Regions from separate parts of the Ovis aries genome. Here region 2 is linked to region 1. Evidence: chromatin contacts called from public Hi-C data. All regions are on one chromosome and are shown on one strand. Each heading gives the region's core, a stretch centred on a gene start, on an enhancer-like site or on the middle of the called end of the contact. The rest is flanking DNA. Distances are from core to core; before and after follow the strand shown.

What was found. Hi-C and Micro-C count contacts between places; a contact is called where the count stands out from the background.
Region 2: a contact with region 1 is called in a Hi-C map of hypothalamus, with 6 times the contacts expected there. The contact joins two enhancer-like sites. A contact is called at or near these places in 5 of 16 Hi-C or Micro-C datasets (hypothalamus, muscle, omental adipose tissue and 1 more).

What each region holds. Positions count from the first base shown.
Region 1 is chr23:55,317,797-55,324,378 of ARS-UI_Ramb_v3.0, reverse strand. It overlaps TCF4 (transcription factor 4), which reads left to right. Exons shown (of 19, transcript XM_060405546.1): 2 at 1,142-1,214. The coding sequence starts at 1,142. Among named protein-coding and RNA genes, the nearest start is that of TCF4, 6.7 kb to the left of the region's middle. Within about 2 kb of position 3,393, at least 5 of the 54 cell types and tissues checked have an H3K27ac peak or open chromatin away from gene starts, as enhancers often do. A contact at or near this core is called in hypothalamus, where this site is marked.
Region 2 is chr23:55,494,443-55,501,024 of ARS-UI_Ramb_v3.0, reverse strand. No RefSeq gene overlaps it. Among named protein-coding and RNA genes, the nearest start is that of TCF4, 170 kb to the right of the region's middle. Within about 2 kb of position 3,289, at least 12 of the 54 cell types and tissues checked have an H3K27ac peak or open chromatin away from gene starts, as enhancers often do. A contact at or near this core is called in hypothalamus, where this site is marked.

The DNA of each region.
Region 1 (6,582 bases), core at 2,144-4,643:
TGTGTATATGCTGAGCACACATTCTTTAGAAATCCTTTAGACTTTGTAAATTTCGTAGTCGGGGAGATCAGCCCAAAGCAGAACTTAGACACTTGTGGAGTTTTACGGCTGAACTTGGTCCTTCTCCATCACTTTGTCTCCCTTCCCCAAACCAAGTCCCAAGCATGTCAGGGGAATTAATTCATTTTTAATGCCAAATGAGTTTGGTGTCAGATGCATTTGCAAAGCAAAATGAAAAGAATCCACAAAACACACAAAATCCAAACCGCCTTCTAAGTGGGGGGGCTCTCTTCTCTTGTTGCTGCTGCCGCTGCTGCTGCTACTGCTGCTGTTGTTGCTGCTGCTGCTCTTCTAGACCTTTTGGAGAAATGGCTTTCGGAAGTTTTGCCAGGAAATGTAGCCCTAGGCAGCTTTTAGCCCCCTTTCTGCTTGCTGCACTTTCTCCATTCGCTCCTTTGCTTTCTGCAGGCTCTGACTCAGGGAAGGTGCGCGTTATCCACTAGATAACGTCGAAGAAGAGGGAAACCAATTAGGGTCGAAATAAATGCTGGAGAGAGAGGGAGTGAAAGAGAGTGAGAGTGAGAGAGAGAGAGAGACAGACAGAGAGAGAGAGGGGGAGAGAGTCTTGCTTCAAAATGCTCTCATGTTAGAGACGAAATGAGAATTTAGTGCAGGTGGCACTTTTATTTTTATTTGGGTTCACATATGACAGGCAAATCCTATACGGGATCGAAATGGACATTGCCACGTTTATGGCCAAGGTTTTCAATATAAAATAAACAACTTTTTTCTTCTCCTTTGTAAAACTCGTGTCTTCTAGAGAGCTCGCTGCCCTCCAAACTGAATCTTGTTAACATTATGGGGACTGTGCTGTGGTTTAAAATGTAGTACTGCCTAGCTCTGGCGATTTACTGAACCTGAGGAAAAAGAAAGAGCAGAGTGGTAAAGGGGTGGGGGGGGGGTAAGAATGATTGGTAATATTGTACCTGTTTTAGTTTTAAGTTGGATGGTGATGTATTTTACTAAAATGAACACTTAGCATAAACTGTACATTATATAGTGAGAGTATGAAAGGTCTCAGATGATCTCTGAAGGCACGGATGTCTTCTTTTCAACAGTAATATTTCTTTGTTTCTTTTAGATGTTTTCACCTCCTGTGAGCAGTGGGAAAAATGGACCAACTTCTCTGGCGAGTGGACATTTTACTGGCTCAAGTATGTAAATTCTTTTCTTAGTGTGTAGTTAAATGTTCTTAGCTGTTTGTTCACTCATGGTATATTTTTGGCTCTGTTAAAGTGTTCTGCAAAAGTCATTGAAATTTTAGCCTGTAATGATATGGTTATTTCATTATCCATTAGTAGTATAACTTAGGCAAAAACGTTATCTTTTGCAAAATTAAAAATATATTTTTTTGAATCAAGAAAATTGCCTCAGAATTCTGTCACTTAATTTAAAAGCAATTTTCTAATACAGTTGTAATCAAACATGTAAAGATAAGGTAGTATTAACATGGGGGAATAAATTAATGTTTCCTTACTGAAAATAGAGGGAAAAATCTAACTTTCATGAAAAGGGCAGATTCCTTGGAAATAATCAAATTTTCTTGGAACTATGTATAATTAACCCTTTTTTAAAAATGAGCACTTAATTTTGTAGATGAATGCTGCGTAGTAAACCATAGCTGTAAATAGATTCTTTTTAATCCAAGAGCTGAATATGAATTCATTTGTATTTAAAATATCCTTTTTGGTGCTATAACTGTTTTTCTCCTCCTAAGTATTTACTTGTACAGTGAATTTTTGCTATGTTTAAAGTTACAAATTTGGAAGGACTTTTACATTTTATAAATGAAAGACCTTTGGCTGATGCTTTCAAAAGACGTTAGCGGTATTCACAAAGGCATCTGTGTGTGCAATGATTATCTGGTATCTAAGGAGGAGTTTTAATAGGGGACTCTCTGAAGGTCTCTTACTAAAAGTGAAAATATGCTATTCATTTAAAAAGTTATTTTTTGTCCAGTGAATTTCATATCAGAAGGAGGCATACATTGTTGCTTGCTGTCCTTTTAGGTTCAAGGCTTAAATCCATTTATGCCAGTTAAACAGCTATAGTATCTTAGGAGTTCTGGCAGTGGTACCTAATAGGACATTAGACAGAGTCCTGTTCTTAAGTCAGACTGGTAAATATTGACATCGTTTAGCTATGAGATATCAGTGGAATTGTCTGTTAGCTATTGAAGATAATTTCACATCTCTTAATATTCATTTGGTGCTGTAGCAATGAAAGAAACCTATTCATCTTTGTGATTTGTATAATTGGTATGTTTTTTCTAAAACTAATGGCTTTTAAAAGTTGCTCATTTCCAAATAAGTTACTTCTCCTTTTGCTGGCCCCATAAGTCTAAGGGAATTATCTCTAAAACTCAATGTATGAAATATGAGACGCCTCCTATACTTACATTTTATCTTTTTTGGGGGGGAGTCTGCTTTGATTAAAAGGACTCTTGACCATATGTTTGTGTTCTGACTGTCCTGGAACCTGTTATATTTTCAATTTGGGACTTGCTTTTTTTTTGTTTTGTTTTCATACTGTTTCTTCCACATTTCTATATTGTGTTCTCTACAGTTTTGAAGGAAAGATGAATGCAAGTGTCTGTTGTAGGCAAATTAATTTTTCATGTTAGTATCAAAACTAACTTTATTTCTGACAGTAGTTTTCTTCAAGATTTTCCTTAAGAAAATGTGTATTCAGTTGAAATCTGAAAGTAGATTATGTCAGAAAGGCTCAGAGATAGACTGCTTTCAGAGGCAGTGCAAAAACACTCTTTTGTACTTTTTGTAAAAGCTGACACATTTGGAATAATTAAGTATATCAGTTTTGGTATGGCTTAATAAAGTAAGATTGATTTAGAAGCATGAAATTATGTTATATTGAAAATACGACTGGGCATCTTGGTCCCTTTTCTGTGTTCGCATTTAAATGAAGTCTTTGCTGTGATGTTTAAGTGTTTACAGAGTATAGGCTGGATGAGTATGAATATGTATTGATGAATTTTGGTAAGTGGTCATATATTGAAACTTACGCAGTTCTTAAGACAGTATATCTGAATACATAAACCTGTCTTATACAGACAGTAAATCTGCATAAGACAGAGACTTCATCGTTAGTGAGATAGGTTGTGATATATCCAGTGAATATGTTGTGATTATTTTTAAGGTGTTTGTTGAACTTTAAGTGACTTTGTACCGGACAAAGGTGTAGTTTTCAGGCCCATATGTTTACTTATAAAGGTAAAAAGTGTAGTGGCTATTTTGTTCTAGCAGCTAGATTGCAAATGCAGGGTATTCATCCAAAGCAGTATGATGGGGACTGTAATATACAGAGTACAGATTGGAGTGTTGATTTTTCTCATCTGGCCAAGACATAGTAAGTGGCTTTGTTTCTACTCAGTAACAAAGCTAAGTCCTCTTTTAAAGCACAACAAGTAAAAAAAAAAAAAATGAGGAAAACTGCATTTTTCCCCTTTCCTGAAAGGATGAACTAGAAAACTTTGGACTGAGAAATAATTTTCTAAATGTACATCCGGTTAATATCCATTGTCCCCAGCAAGGGTGCTCAGATATCATTTTCATGGGCAGCTTTGAAACCTGGGTCCAGGGGAAAAGAGATCTGAAGTGTAAGTGAACTGTTCATGTTGGGGTAAACCGCTCTGTTGCTTTCAAAGTGAAGCATGGTGATGTTTCAGGCTTCAAGTTCTCTGTAGCTGTGAGTTCCATTCATATATAGGACACTCTATCGTGATTTGCAGTATGAGAATGAAAATAAAGTGTGGCCATGTTGCCTTTAATCTTTCATTTCACAAACATGGTTTTCCCTACCACCTTAAGAAATGGTGAGGCTGCTAGGGAGAATGGAATGTAACCTGAGCTACAGCCTGACATTCCCAGGGAGCATTTTTCACATGAAAGGCTTTTGTCAACCCAGGAAAGGACCAGCCGTTTTTGTTTGATGTTTGCAGGTGTTCAGCAGAGAGCACTAAAACAATTCAGCCATGATAGTTCAGAGTGTGGATGACCTTAACAGGGAGAATTGGTGGGCTCTGGAATTATTTGTAAGAAATAGTTGAAATTTATATGGTGACTTTTATAAAGGGATTTCAGATCCATTATATCATTGATCTTAAAACAAGCTAACAGCATCCACATGCCTGGATGACTGGAAAATTATTCTCATTAAAAAGTAGGATGGCCAAGTTATCCAAAAGGGAAAAAAAATGTCTCTAGAATCTATAATTTATTGATGAATAGGGATTTAATTTTCTAATACAACAGAAATGCAGTTTTATTTGGTCACCTTTGATTCCTTTATGAGCAAAAGATAAACACACTAGCTTTGGCATCTTTTAAAAAGTGGTTTGAAAGTTGGGGCTCTGAAATTATCCATACTCAACAATAGCCCTGGTCACATCTGTTACAAGTATTTACACTTAGTCTGTGACGGATTCTGCATCTTTCTCCCTCAGTTTAAAAGTTGAGCCTTTTCCCCCTGTAACTGTTTAGTTTTACTTAGGTGTTCAGTATTTGTTAAAGGTGCCAAATGAATGGGTGTTTTAACAATTAACAGCAGCAATAAAACACCACATCCCTGTCATGGTCATTTCTGGAAGCGAAAAAATGTCTCTTGACATTCACACAAGTTTGTTCACCAATATCCATGTGACACCCAAATAACACATCAGTTTAGAAAATTCAGTAAGAAAAAAATATCGATCCAGTGGGTCATTTTGTATTGTAGAGAAGAGTCAAATGGCCAGCATCCTGAATTAATTTCCATCCGTACAGTTCGAGTTCATGGTTACAGTGTGAAAAAAAATTGGTCTCCCCCAAAGGTATTTGTGGAGTAGAGTTATTTAATTGTGTGTGTGTGTGTGTGTCTGTTTTAAACAGCCTTACTATTACAGTGCAGTTCATAATGGTTGTGTGGCTTTTTGTAAAATGAAGAATAAATTAACAGGTTAAAAAATAAGGAATGTGGTGTTAAACCCATTTCATTAGAATCATACCATTTTGGGGGTAGGATCCCCTTAGAAATACACAGCCCAATGCCTTCATTGTACAGCCAAAGAAAACTGAGGCCCATGTTAAGAGGTTCTCAAGTATGTGTTCATTGCTGTTCTAAAAAACAAATTTTGATTTGCTGATTCTCTGTGGCCCTGCAAATCCTTTTATTAGAGTAACACTGGTTTCAGGACTCTGTGTTTTCTGTAATTTGTGTTGCATAACAGGGTCTCAGGATTTGTGTACTGATCTTTGTGCCTACAAATGCTTCTAAATGTATATGTGCCCTTTGACTGTTTTTTAAGGTTTGGAGCTGAATTTTGGATCGTTGATCATTCTGTTTTGCCTGATCTGGTCTGTGATTATTTGCAGGATGTTAGATTGAATAATAGGGTGTGGATGGGCATAATACTGATGGAATTAAAGTGCTTCTTACTATGCCAAGCAGTGTGCTATGCACTTTATACTCTTGTATTTTCTTTATCCTCACAAGAACCCAATGAGATGCCAGGATTACCATGTTCAATTCATAAATGAGGAAACCAAGATTCAAAGATGATAAACTACTTTCTTTCAAGGCAGCCAGGAATGAGTTAGGTTCTAAACATAGGTCTGTCTGCCTAGTTTAGTGTCTTTTCAAAGACACACACACACACACACACACACACACACACACACACACACACACACAAGCACACACATGAGGCTTGGTGTACAATACTATTCCTGATCATTAGAATAGATAAACATTTTAAAAAAACATGTTTACACTAATGGTATAAGCCATGTCCATTATTTTTCCTGCTTTATTATCCAAATAAGCTAGCTTTGTAGTTTATGTTGGATTTCAATGTGACTTAGTATCTCTCTCGTATTATTATTATAATATTTTTAACCAGGAAAATATAGTGGGTATTTTCAAAGTTGTGGCTTGGTTCTACTGTAAATTAGCAATCTGCTTGGGTACCAGTAAAAATATTTTGTTTTCAGTTTTTATGAACCTAGTCAAACCCCAAGTTGAGGTAACCAAGCTTGCTCTGTTAATATCTTAAAAAAATGCTTTCCTATCTTTAACTGTAAAAACAGTCTTACAGTTTCTTGTTAGATCTTTGAAACCTAATTTTCCAGAACAAAAATCTTGAATTCTATCTGCATCCCTAAAATAAGCAGCTTTGAAGTTAAGTTTTGATATGTCTATTACCAGACATGTGCTTAAAATGTTACATTTTCTAAATTCAGAAGGAAGAAGCAGTACTCTATTTGACACTGACTTAAGTAAATAAAATGCATTGAACAAGTGTAGGGATCCGAGATCTGTTGAGCCTGAAATGCTTAACATTTTTGACAGCATCAGCAAATTATCTTTACCCTACTATTGTAATGAGGAAATCACTTAAATAACAGATGAACAGCTAAGTCACATAAACATATATAATAGAACTATGTAATGAAAGTTTATGCTGTTAATTGCTCGAATCTGTCTTAAATGCTTAGAATCATGGAGCAGTCAAGACTGTCATATAAA
Region 2 (6,582 bases), core at 2,040-4,539, 180 kb before region 1:
AATTAAAATCCTGGAAATGGCTCCTTAATTTGACAATTTTTCATGTAAGAGACATGGGATTTAAGAATTTTTTGAGATTAAAAAAAATCCCTCAGGATTATTATTTCAATTTACTCATTGAACAGAGCACTCCTTAAATAAATCGGTGCACTTGGATAGTGTGATGATACAGAAGAAACATAAGCCATTACTCCCCCAGGAAGCTTCTGGTTCAGGGCCAGGGGTAACATACACACGGAGGTCTTGGAGATCAGGGAAGGGGCTACCCATAAAAAGAGCTCATTTCGGGGTACAAACAAAAAGTGCAGAAAGAGTTAGGAGAGCAATCTGTGTAGGTGAGAATTATCAGGAAAGAGGTGCACCTCACTATGAAGTAGACAGTGGGAATTTCTCTGGAGGTCCAGTGGCTAAGACTCCGTGCTCCCAACTCAGAGGGCCCCAGTTCAATCCCTGCCTGGGAAACTAGATCCCACAAGCCAAAACTAAGTGTTCACATACAGCATTTAACGATATTACGTCCTGCAACTGAGACCAGCACAGCCAAACAAATAAATACATACTTTTTAAAAACGTAGGCACTGGATGGCTTGGAGGAGGGGAGGAGGAAAGCAGCCAGACTAGAGGAAGAGCCCAGCAAAGAAGTAAAGGGCAGTGAGCCTGGTGTGTAGAGGAGAATGCATTTAAAATCATAAAGAATTGATAGATCAGTGAAAGCTTGCCGCAGTCTTCTGGGTGGGCTTCAGGGCTCTGTGATTAAGCTCAGAGTAAAGGAGAGACTCAGGAGAGCTGGGGTCTTTGGGTCCATTTTCAGCTTGACAAGACCCTCACGCAGCCAGAATCACACACAGAAAACTAAATGCACCCAAAGCTCGGCCTTGACTTATGAGGTCAATGAATCTTAATAATCTATTTTCATGAACACTGAACTTTGTCCCATAGCTAATCTAACCAGTTCTCAGTAGGGATTATATTTCCACATCTTTTATATTCCCCATAAGTAGAAGTGTTAGTCGCTCAGTTATGTTTGATTCTTTGGGACCCCATGGACTACACAGCCCGCCAGGCTCCTGTGTCCGTGGAATTCTCCAGGCAAGAATACCAAAGTAGGCAGTCATTCCCTTCTCCAGGGGATCTTCCCAACCCAGGTCTCCCGCATGGCAGGAGAATTCTTTACCATCTGAGCCACCAGGGAAGCCCTACACTCCCCATAGTGTGGACCAAATGCAGGACTAACTAAATACACGTTGACAAATTGTTGAAGGCCGCTGTGATGAATTTATCCAGTAGACTGCACGGGATTGCCTCCACCGCCTTTACTGGAACCAGGGCCCTCAGAGGTCCCTGACTGCAGGTGCTTAAAAAGTACTTAAACATACAGGACATTACTGGGATCGGAGACGTGGTCTAGAATTGAAGGACTTATTGATCAAGATGGTTTGCACCAGAGCCCCATGATATCTTTGTGATATCTTCTTGCACACACACACAAAAATTAGCGTGTGAAAATTATTCATCCAGAAAGAGAACAAGCCTGGACAAAAAAGTAATCCAATTTGATTCCAAGAGCAATCCCATCCACAGGGCAGCTGCCAAATTCCCACTTCAAGTTGTGCTTTGTCAACCTGTTCTCTGACATGGCATGGATTCCTCTTCCAACTCTTGACAGAAATGACATTATCTAACAAAGGCAGGTCTACACGGACAGTGTGACATAAAGGATCCGAGAGAATCCAAGCCTGGAGACCTTGATCTGAAATGTTCCGCAGGTGAGCGGGGAAGCGGGGCCACTTGAAATAACCCAGATCATTGACTTTTCCTTCCGCTTGTGTAGACGGGTGCTCCTGACAATTCTTTTCAATTCGCCTGAATACAGACGAGCACCAGGGGGAGCTCACACATCTTCCTTCTTTTCCTCCCCCTCTCACAGAAGGTCGCCCTGGCGTCCTAGGGAAAGGGTGGGTCGGAACAACATACACGAAATAATCCAGTCACGCACACACACAGGTGATTTATCCTGTAAAAAATAGTCTAGATTCTTTCGGAGGGCTCTGCAGTACATGCCTCATATTGGCTCACCTAAAGTCAGCGTTCAGTCGTCTCAGCTGCCTTTGAGAGGTAGCCTCTTAAAAACTCTCCAATCAGAAAAACATCCCTAAACTGCTCCTATGTCTCCCTTAAAAGAGAAAGAAAGAGGCAAAGAAGGTGGGGGAGGCCTAGAGAAAGAGAGAGATTCTCTTCCTTGCAATCTGAAATGACTTTTTTTTTTTTTTTAAGAACACTTCAATTTTAATCACAGTGGAGGGTAATGGAAGGGATTTGGGCCTTTGGTTTTCCACTTTGATCAAAGGGATTGATTTTTTTTTTTTTTTTTTTTTTTTTTTGTATTTTAAAGATGAGAACTAGTTGCCTTTCTCTCCCCCCTCTCTCTCTTTCTCAGTCTCCCTCCCTCCAGGACTGAAAACGTGAAAGGAAGAACAACTCAAAATACGCAATTAACTATTCTATTATCAGTTTGAGCAGAGAAAACCCATGGCACAAAGGATCTTACAGGACTAACCTGTAGTCCTTGCCGGACAGACCCGTCATCTCAGGTCTGACACCCTGATTCTGTGTTCCTGACACTGAGTGTGGAGAGCCCTAGTTGCCCCAGCTGGTGAGAGGGAGAGAGAAAGACGCCCTGCTTCTTTACTCACCGCTTAAAAGAAAATGATATATTTCTAATCCTACGTTTCAAATCTACAGATCACAAAATCATTAGCGATCCCTGCAAGATCCTTCACGAGGTCATCTCACCAACCCTCTACTGGAAGGCAGGTGAGATAAAAATGGTTTACATTTTACTTTATAGATGAAGTATAGTTGAGATTCAGAGAGGAAAATGAAGAGCGGTGGAATGATTTTTGTCAGTAAATTAAAAACCCACTCAGCACCCCCCTGTAAAACTGTAAGTAACATGTTTTTGTTTTTTTAACATGCCAGGTCCAAACTTTGTACTATCCACAACCTTAAAGAGGAAAGAAAAGAAGGAATCACGGGAATGCAGAAAAGTTACAAACGGAGGCAGCTAACACCTGGGGGAAACGCTGCGGTTGATCAAAGATCCTATCAAATTGGAGAGTCTCGCGGGTGGGAGGCGGCGGAACCGCGCGGAAAGCGCGGGACCAGCGGAGGAGCCGGCGCCTGCTGGGTGCCCCCCGAGTTGCGCCGCAGCGCGATCGGCGGACAAGGCCGGGCCAGGCAGCCGCATGAAGCGCCCGGGCGGAGGAACCGCGGGGCGAGGCCGGCGGCGGGAACCGGGCGGGGCGGCCGGCGGCCGCGAGGAGCACGCTCCGAGCTCGACTTACGCTAAGACCGCGTGGCGCTCGGCCGGCGCCCCGGGAGCGCGCGGGGCGCACGGGAGGGACGCACCCGCCGCGGCTCGCAGGGCTGCGGGCACCGTCGGCCCGGCGGGGTCAGGGGCGCCCGCCCCCGCGCCCACCGCGAGCCCCACGGCCGGCGGAACCCGCCGGCCCCCGCCGCCGAGCCGGTGCAGACCGCGCGGGGAGATGGCGCAGACGCAGCCCGCGGAGGGAGGCTCGGGCCGCGAGGTGCCAATCCGAGGCTCTCCGTCGGTTTGGACGGAGGGCTGGCGACAGAGGGGCCGGGGCTTTAATCGCGACAGTCGCCCCGGGTGTCGTTGACTTTTTTTTTTTTTTTTCTGTCCACCAGGGTCGAAACACCCGAGGTTTAACTGCCTGCGACTCACGTGTCGGTGCGGCAGCTTCCCTGCGACTTCAGGGGCGGGAGGCCGAGCACCTGTGCGCCGCGCCTCTTGCGGGGACAGCTGCGCGCATCCTTGGAGCCCGCCGACCGCACCATCTGACCTGCCCGCAACGAAATCCGAGCCTCGGAATTCGAACGGCCCCGCGCACCTCCCTTCTCAGATAAATCTCCTAGGAGAGGATCGTTCCTCTCCACTCAGAGATTATTTAGGGAGATGTCCTAGGCGGGATAGGTAGACATATGAGAGCCCAAGGAAGATATGTGAAACGTTAAATTGTAGACACTTAAGCACCAACTGTCTGGAGCCCTGAAGGAAAGGGAGAAAGAAGAAGAAGAAAAAAAAAAAGATGATCCATCATCAGAAACTTCCAGAGCCCCTGGGACTTTCTAAATCAGTGGATGTACTAACCAGGGAGTGTGGGAAGATTTCTGAACACAATTCATATTCCTTAAGCGCGGGAAGTGGGAGTTCCATCTCTCTTCCAGCTGTAAAATCTTAGGTTCCTAATTCCTTGGTTTTGACCACCAGGAAGAGATTCCTTATCATCAAGTCAGCAAAAGCATTTCCATTAAATATTACTGGGTGGGAAATATTTCGTCCCCCCGGCTCACTGTATCATAACCACCATAAATATTTCTGTGACCCACGGTGTTTGATACTGGCCAGGCTTTCAGCGGAGCTGGGGCCAGGTGTTAAACAGCCCCACAGCACCTTGCCCTTGTGCAGAGAAGGGATTCCTACAGCTGCTGCTGACGCAGGATGGCTAGGAAGTTGGTTAGGAAAAGCATCTTTTTCTTTTTTTTTTCCTTTAAAGCTACCCTCTTGCCAAACATTCTTTCTTTGGCCACCAAAGGAAGATCATTTAATTGATAACTTTGAGGGCCTCCTTTCTCTGCCACTCTGGGTTTTTTGGTTGTCGTTGCTTGGTAGGGAGGGTTTTGGGGGAGAGAAAGAGGGGCTAAAGTGAAAAGGGAGCTGGAAAAGAGATTTGTGTCTGGCTTTATCCAAACCCTTAGGTCTTGTATTTAACGTGATGTGGAATGGAGAGGTTGCAATAAGTACATGATTGGGAAAGAAGGTCTCTTGGAAGAGAATTAAGGGATAGGAATTTAGTTATGCTGGAGGAAAAAAAAAATGGTTAAGAAAACCTTCAGGAGGACACAGTGACTGTTACACTGAGAACATATCAAGATACAAAGGAAAGGGGGGGAGTGGAATGAGGCAGTGAACCACCCATCTATCCAAAACTTCCCTGGCATTATCTCATTTAATTCTTTCCACAACTTTAGGAGAAGGGTATGAGTTTTAATCCAATCCTCCTTTTCCAGAGGAGAAATCTGTAGCAGAGACCCAAGGTAAATTGCCTGAGGGCCTATAGCTAGTGAGGAGCAGAATTACAGTTGATTAAGGGGTAAGGAAGAATTTCTTGAGAATTAGTGTTTTCAAATCTGTATTAGTTACAGAGAGAAATGGGATATTGATAACCTTCTGGGATGACCCTTAGATTCCAGGGGGGAAATGATGTTAATTAAGCAAGACAAGCCCATGAATCTTCTTGTTTCCCCATTCTATGGCTTCAGGGAAGGTGTGACAATTGGAGACAAGTCAATGCTGCCCAAATCCATTGTCAAGTTCTTTTCAACTGATGGGTCTATTAGCTATAATTAAGCATGTCCTTCTTCTTTAGGAAATTCCTACTATTTGAGAAGGAAGCGTTAGACTCTTTCCAATTTAAGAACAATTGGGATTTTAGTTGGAAACAGATAAACTATCTGTAAAATTGAATTTTAAAAGCTTGGGAAAGGGTCCTGAGAGTCCAGAGTCCTGGCCCCACCAACTGCGAACAAGCACGGCTCTTGAATCAACCTGAGCTGTATGTGGATATGAGCTCCAGCTAGCTGTGTGACCACAAGCAGTTTTCTTAACCCCTCTGGGCTTCAGCATCCTCCTCAGTAAAATAAGGCAAATAAACCTTTTCAAGGTTATCGTGAGGCTAAAATAAAATACTATGGGTGAAAACCTTTAACAGGATGCCTGGTGTAGAGTAGATGCTCAGAAGCGTTAGCGTAGCTTAGTGTGATTAAAGCACGTGAGAGCAGATTTTGAGAGGGGTGGGAACACACCAGACGTGGGGCTGGAGAAAGGAAGCGCCACCAACTTCAGCTCCTTGACAAATTTGCCTGGGGCTGGCTCTGGGGGAGAGACTTGGGTTGTCATTCCTGTGTGAATCTACTGAGACTCTGGGAAGGGGACAGATAACTATAAAAGCAAGCCAGGGAGGTCTGAGAAGGTGGAGACTGATTATGGAAAACTTGGAGCAAGTTTTCTCCACATCATAAATCGTCTTGATCTTGAGATCAAACAATACTTTCAGAAACTGCAAGAAATGAGGACTGAAACAAAATGCCACTGTGAAATTTTTACACTAGTTGGTAATGATGGCATAAGACAAAAATGTCTGTGTTCTTACTTAAGCCTTGAGCGGCTACAGGCATTTTATTCTTCAACTTTTTAACAGAGATATTTTAACCATTTTTGTAAAAACTAATTATACACAGTTTTTGCCTAGTTATTATTTACTACTGCTCTGCCAAAAAAAAAGGGGAGGAAGGTTATTCCTTTGGTTTGAATAGAACTGTGAAATTCTTCTTTAAAAAATCTTACAAAACAATTCATCAATATGGTTTCCTCTGATATTTTCTGCCAGGTAAATCTATAATTCTAAAGATTTTTCTTTTAAAATAATGATTTCTTTTCTGATTATGAAAGTAACACATGCTCATTGTAGACAGTATAAAATGAGAGAATACACTATAAAG